2 separate regions of the Sus scrofa genome follow, and region 2 is linked to region 1. Evidence: chromatin contacts called from public Hi-C data. All regions are on one chromosome and are shown on one strand. The core of a region is the stretch at or near the end of the contact, and the rest is flanking DNA. Distances in the headings are between cores, read along the strand shown. Region 1 overlaps LOC100514494 (schwannomin-interacting protein 1). Region 2 overlaps LOC100514494 (schwannomin-interacting protein 1).

Region 1 (3,086 bases), core at 334-2,833:
AGAGAGAGACAGACACAAATCAATGTTGCAGTTGAACGTTTCTAACCTCCCGCATCATCCTTCCTGCCCACAGATGCTGCTTGCATATAGTGCTTATGGAAAGAGAGGCCTTAAGGATCATTTCAGAACTTTTAACGTGTGAAAGGGAAAACAATCCATTCTGAATATGGACACGTAAGAGACGTTCTCTGTGTTGAGTGCTTAAAGCGTTTGTTAACTTTATGACTAAAAGGAGGGGTCTTTACTCTTTAAAAAAATAGTATTTTGTAATTCGTTTGACTTCCCTCTTATTTTTGGCTCTTAGTGGCTTTTTGAGTCAAACAGAAATAAGATGAAATAATCATTCCTATAATTTTTTATGGAGAGAGCTTATTAAAGTATTAAAGTAAGTATAATTCACTATTTCCATGAAAATGAAACTAACCTGCAAGTTTTTTTGAAAGTAAGACCACATATCATGCTGTGACTTGAATATATAGACTCCCCCAATTTAGGACATATGATCCTAGAGACAGAGCATTCCACCTAAGAGACAGTAATGGAGAGGATTCTGGACTTGCAGAGAGTAATCGAAAGACATACAAGCTGGACCATACACGTTTCCGGGAAAAAGAGAAGCCGATTTCTGAAATACTTCAGAGCCATTCTAGGTTTTTATATATATAAAGGAGAACAACTAGGCCTATATTTTTGGAGCTAATTTAATGATAGAAAAATTTTAAAATGAACACAATTAAATTTCCTTATGTATATTCCTCAGTTGCCATAGGCAACTCATTTTGTCCTTTCTTAATAAAATGACGCTGAGGAAATGTTACTCAATAAAATCTTGACTGAATTTAACCCATCAAATTAAAAAAATTCAATAGAGATATTATTCTTCCGCTATTTTAATATATCCAAATCTTATTAATAACTGCAAAGTCATCATTTGCTACAGAGAGAGGAAAAAAAGTACTTTTTGCTTGATGAATGGAATCAACATGTTCAACAAGTTTTCCTATCAAGCTCAATCTTAAGAAATGCTGAGAGTTTGTGTTAGGATTATTTGGTAATATATTTTAAATTTTCTAACAACGTCTCTTGCTTGGAAAGAGAAAAGCCTATTTTTTTCTAAATATTCTTAATTTTCATGACTTGAGATTCCGATGGGAGAAAAGTTGGCTACCTGAGTTCAACTCCAGAAACACACTCATAAGCCTGGCTTCAGCTCCCTGGTTACAACAGTGAAAAAGGAGCAGGGAAGGCCCAGCTGATGACCCCACAGGCTTGTATTTCAGCACTGGTCCACGAGGTTCAAAGGAAAAGCGCTCTGGACATGCATCCTGCAAAGCTCATGGCCCTTCTCCTTGGAAGAGAGGAGCTAGGCCATCTAACATGTGCAAGACTTTTTAGGCCTGTTGGTTGGCAGGTGGTGCAACGAGAGCTTGATGAACAAAGCAGAAGCCTGAACTAGATCATGAATCTGCTTAAACAGAGGATAAAGAAAAGAGGACAGAAGCTGTTTAGCAAAAGCAAACAATATGCAACACATCCCCATCCCAAATTCCACCCCTCCTTACTGAGTAATCCATAGAGGATAGAGACAGGGACAGAGGCTTCTTTGTGGAGTGCCTTGCTATACCACTGCCCAGATGAAGGCTCTGGAATCCTAAGTATGTGCAAAGAAAAAGTAAACCAAAGTAAAAGTTCCTTTTGCAAGGTAGCAAATAAGATGCGGAAATCTTATGCCTAATAAGAAGGCATAATCCCAACCCTCCAAGACAAAACAGCTTTACTTCAAAGGTTGTTAAAACTTTACTCAAGTTACTAGTTTGACAATCTGTGACCTAAAGACTCAAGAACACACTTTCAGGCTGTATAAAGCCTAAAAAGTTGCTTCCTAGACTCTGTTCTCTTTTGCAAACTAAAGGCTCTGGGATATATTACATAAACTCCTAAAGACATTTATCATGTGTTGTTAAAAAAAAAAAAAAAAAAAAAAAAAAGCCTAAACATGATCCCACTCTTCACAGTTGCTGTTCCATAAATAGCGGAAGTGACTCATAGGTGGCTCTGGGGAAAACAGATTTCTGACAATTGTATCCCAAATCCTGTCAAAAAACCCTCTCAAGCGGTATAAACAGGATTAAAAAAAAGGGGGGACTGTATCAAGCAAGCTTTCCTTTACAGTCATTCATTGGAAAGGACTTTGTGTTATAATTTAAATTATGATTTGCTAGTACAAAAAACTTTAAACAGAAACCAGCTGTTCCAAGAACATTTTAGCTAGAATAATTTACCAAGTTACAGTAACATTTGTTATTTTTGGACTAAAAAATATTGATGAAATAGTATGCCTACAAAGCATACAGATTCTTTTTTCTTCTCAGAGCTTCACAACTCTTCTTCCCATAAAAAGTACTGGGTTTCAGATTTTTGTGCATGTGCGTGTGCCTTTTTAGGGCCACACCTGTGACTTATGTAGGTTCCTAGGCTAGGGGTCGAATCAGAGCTGCAGCTGCTGGTCTACACCACAGCCACAACAACGCCAGATCTGAGCCGGATCTGTGATCTACACCACAGCTCATGGCAACGTCGGATCCTTAACCCACTGAGCAAGGCCAGGGATCGAACCTGCAACCTCATGGTTCCTAGTCGGATTTGTTTCCACTGTGCCACGATAGGAACTCCCTGAGTTTCAGATTTAGATGGGACCTCAACAGATAAACTGTTTTATTTCCAGATATTGAAACTGAGGCCTCAGAAAGTTGACATGCCCAGGAACATAAATCCTCTAGCAGCAGCAAAAAAGGCATCAAAATAAGGGGAAAAAAACCATCTGGATCTTCTATGTTTTTAATATAAAAAAATGCTAAATGAGGGCCACTAGACTTGGAGAAATAAACCCCCTACGACCCAGCCAATGTAGGCTGGCCTTGAAATCATAAGGGAAGAGTGAGGTTGCAGTAAGGCTCTACCTAAGTCTGAATCCAAGATATTTTAAAAGAAGAAAAATTAGAGTGTTTCCCAATTAAGCTATTGTCCCTATTTCTGCCACGAAGCAAATGATTATGTTTTTACCTCCAGAAAAGTATTTTTTTCAT
Region 2 (3,086 bases), core at 365-2,864, 41 kb before region 1:
TTTCACTACCTGGACATTAATTAGTAAGTAAGGTGTTAACTAAGAAGTGTGAAAGAGCAGGGAATTAACTGCAGAAGAAAGGAGTTCTGGCGCACTGGGACTGGAAGAAGCAAATGCAAAAGAATGGCAAGCCGGCCCTCCAGAATGTGCCCCGAGAATTTAAGGACAGTTTCAAACTCTGTGCTAAAGAGAGGACTGGGGAAAAGGTGGACATCATGCCTCTGCATGTCCTGTCCTGACCCCACAGCTTACAGGAATCAGGCTTTCGGCTTCCTCAGCAAAAGCCAAGGAAGGCAGCTCCGAGGTGGCTGGGGTATAAATGGCCCTCTCTAGGGTGTCTTCTCCCAATCCTGCATATCCTTTTTTTCTGCTCCCTTTTCTAAGGCTCGGTAGTTCTGGGCCTTCATCTGTACACATTCATAGGCGGGCTGGCAGGCATCCAACTCCACAGGGCCACAGAATCTCCCACTACTTAAGAAACAGACAGAACAGCGGACTAGCACTCACCAGCTTTTCTCTGGTGAAGCAGCAGCCCCTGTAGCCCGACCCAGTTCTCCAGGGAGCTATAAATACTTGCATTCCTCAGACAGCTGCTGGTTCTAATTCCACATCAGTGTCCAGTTTCTTCACTAATGGCCACTTACATACAATTAAATTTGGAATCATCGGATCTTAATGTTAAAAAATGCATTTTCACCAGAAATACTTTTGGCATGAAAGTATCAGAATGAGGCCTCTTCTGATACTAGAATAACGATGGAATAAAAGTTAGGGTTAGGGTCTAATGTGGTCTACTTTCATTTTAAAGCAATCTACATTCCTAGGCAATCTACATTCTGAAATAAAAAGTTACCCTTTTTGAACATCTACTATGTTGTAGGCACTTTATATATATTATCTCTAATTCACAGACACACATAAAGTAAGTATTATGTGAGAGAACTAAGAGAAATTTTACATGTGAGAAAACTAAGGATCAGAGGCTAAATTACACAAGGTCACAAAGCTGGCATTTTTTTTTTCTTTTAATAATTTTATTTATTTATTTAACTTTTTTTGCTATTTCTTGGGCCGCTGGAGGTTCCCAGGCTAGGGGTCGAATCGGAGCTGTAGTAGCCACCAGCCTACATCAGAGCCACAGCAACGCGGGATCTGAGCAGCGTCTGCAACCTACACCACAGCTCATGGCAACGCCGGATCATTAACCCACTGAGCAAGGGCAGGGACTGAACCTGCAACCTCCTGGTTCCTAGTCGGATTCGTTAACCACTGCGCCACGACGGGAACTCCAAAGCTGGCATTTTATTCTAAGAGAGTGTGGTGAGAAGCCAGGGCACTTTAAGAAGGATAGAATAAATTCATGAATGGAAGAATGAAAAGATGAGGGGAAAAAAAGCAAAACAAAAAGAAAACAAAAAACTGGAAACAACCCCAAATTCTAACAATGAGATAGATTAAGTACATTTGCTGAAATATATGATGGGCCACTATACATATAGTAAAAATATATACAATGGAACAGTTATGAATACGGGCAAATGTTCCTGACATAGTATTAAGTCAAAAACGAAAACAAAAACCAAGCTATAGAACAACAGGTATAGCATGACTCCAACTCTGTAAACAAGAATGTGGGTATATCTGTACAGAAAAAGTGGCAGGAAATATACCTAGGTATTTTTTGGTGGAAGAAATTCAGCTGTTTCTGAGTTTTTTTCTTTTGAGTGCCTCTGAGTTGCTGTGTGTAGGCATTTAGCAGAAATGAAAAAAGGAAAAGGAGAGAAAATTGGCGAATTGATTAGCGCTGGTGCGTTGGAGAAAGGTGAGTAGGACTAAATGTTTGACAGCTAGGAGAGGGTGGCTGCGTGTCTGACTCAGATGGCGTCTATGCAGGGACCATGACTCACACATGAGTCAGGCTGGGCTTTCGTTTTTGGCAGGGGGTTGGGGGTGGGAGAGCCTTTTAGAGGGCAGTAAGAAACATATTTCCTTTTAAGTGAACATTTCTGTGGATGGACTCTCTGATTCAACTGCTGACATCCCCCAGCCCAGTTTCAATCCCATTCTCCTTTTCAGATCTGTACAGATAATAGACTCCAAAGCAACTGATATACTTTTCACTGTGTGTTCAAGGCCAATCTTCCTATTTATTCTGCTCAGCACCAGAGTTTAAACTTGTATCTGCCTGACCTGCTGATGAGTTTTAGCTGCGGGAGCTGAAGTTCGGCTTATCCTCTCCTGGACCTGTGACAAAGTCCATGAAGCTGGGGTAAAGATAGAGCAGGTGAAGGGAGTTCCTGTCGTGGCGTAGTGGAAATGAATCTGACTAGTATCTATTAGGATGCAGGTTAGATCCCTGGCCTCGTTCAGTGGGTCGGGGATTCAGCATTGCCATAAGCTGTGGTGTAGGTAGCAGATGCGGCTCAGATCCCGAGTTGCTATGGCTGTGGTGTAAGCCAGCAGCTACAGCTCTCATTTGACCCCTAGCCTGGGAACTTCCATATGTCGCAGGTGCGGCCCTAAAAAGCAAAAAAAAAAAAAAAAAAAAAAAGGAAAGAAAAAAGATATGGCAGTTGAAGACTCTCTGCCTGTGGATATTTTTGAGGGGTATGGTTGGATTTGGTGAAAATCTTAATTGCAAATTCTTTTACTCTCTTGAACACTGAACCACTGCTTTCATCACTTTTTTTTTTTTTTTTTTTTTGTCTTTTTGCCATTTCTGGGGCCGCTCTCACGGCATATGGAGGTTCCCAGGCTAGGGGTCTAATCGGAGCTGTAGCTGCCGGCCTGCACCAGAGCCACAGCAACGCAGGATCCGAGCCGTGTCTGCAACCTACACCACAGCTCATGGCAACGCCAGGTCCTTAACCCACTGAGCAAGGCCAGGGATCGAACCCACAACCTCATGTTTCCTAGTCGGATTCATTAACCACTGAGCCACGACAGGAACTCCCATCACTTTTTTAACGTTCATGTTTAAAAAACCGTTGGGTCTCCCATTTAGGCTTGGTCCTTTCGTAAACTTTATCTCAAAGACTTCTGTTTCATGATTTAATTTGTGACCACAAATTAGGGTTAGGGTTCGG

Evidence for each region. Hi-C and Micro-C count contacts between places; a contact is called where the count stands out from the background.
Region 2: a contact with region 1 is called in a Hi-C map of skeletal muscle, with 3 times the contacts expected there. The contact joins two enhancer-like sites. A contact is called at or near these places in 12 of 47 Hi-C or Micro-C datasets (alveolar macrophages, brain, embryonic fibroblasts and 7 more) and 1 of 2 datasets of contacts at active chromatin or transcription factors (skeletal muscle).

The regions. Positions count from the first base shown.
Region 1 is chr13:99,571,113-99,574,198 of Sscrofa11.1, reverse strand. The region is part of intron 6 of LOC100514494 (schwannomin-interacting protein 1); the gene reads right to left. Among named protein-coding and RNA genes, the nearest start is that of IL12A, 160 kb to the left of the region's middle. Within about 2 kb of position 1,583, at least 7 of the 83 cell types and tissues checked have an H3K27ac peak or open chromatin away from gene starts, as enhancers often do. A contact at or near this core is called in fetal skeletal muscle and skeletal muscle, where this site is marked.
Region 2 is chr13:99,612,054-99,615,139 of Sscrofa11.1, reverse strand. All of the region lies in intron 7 of LOC100514494 (schwannomin-interacting protein 1), which reads right to left. Among named protein-coding and RNA genes, the nearest start is that of IL12A, 120 kb to the left of the region's middle. Within about 2 kb of position 1,614, at least 34 of the 83 cell types and tissues checked have an H3K27ac peak or open chromatin away from gene starts, as enhancers often do. A contact at or near this core is called in fetal skeletal muscle and skeletal muscle, where this site is marked.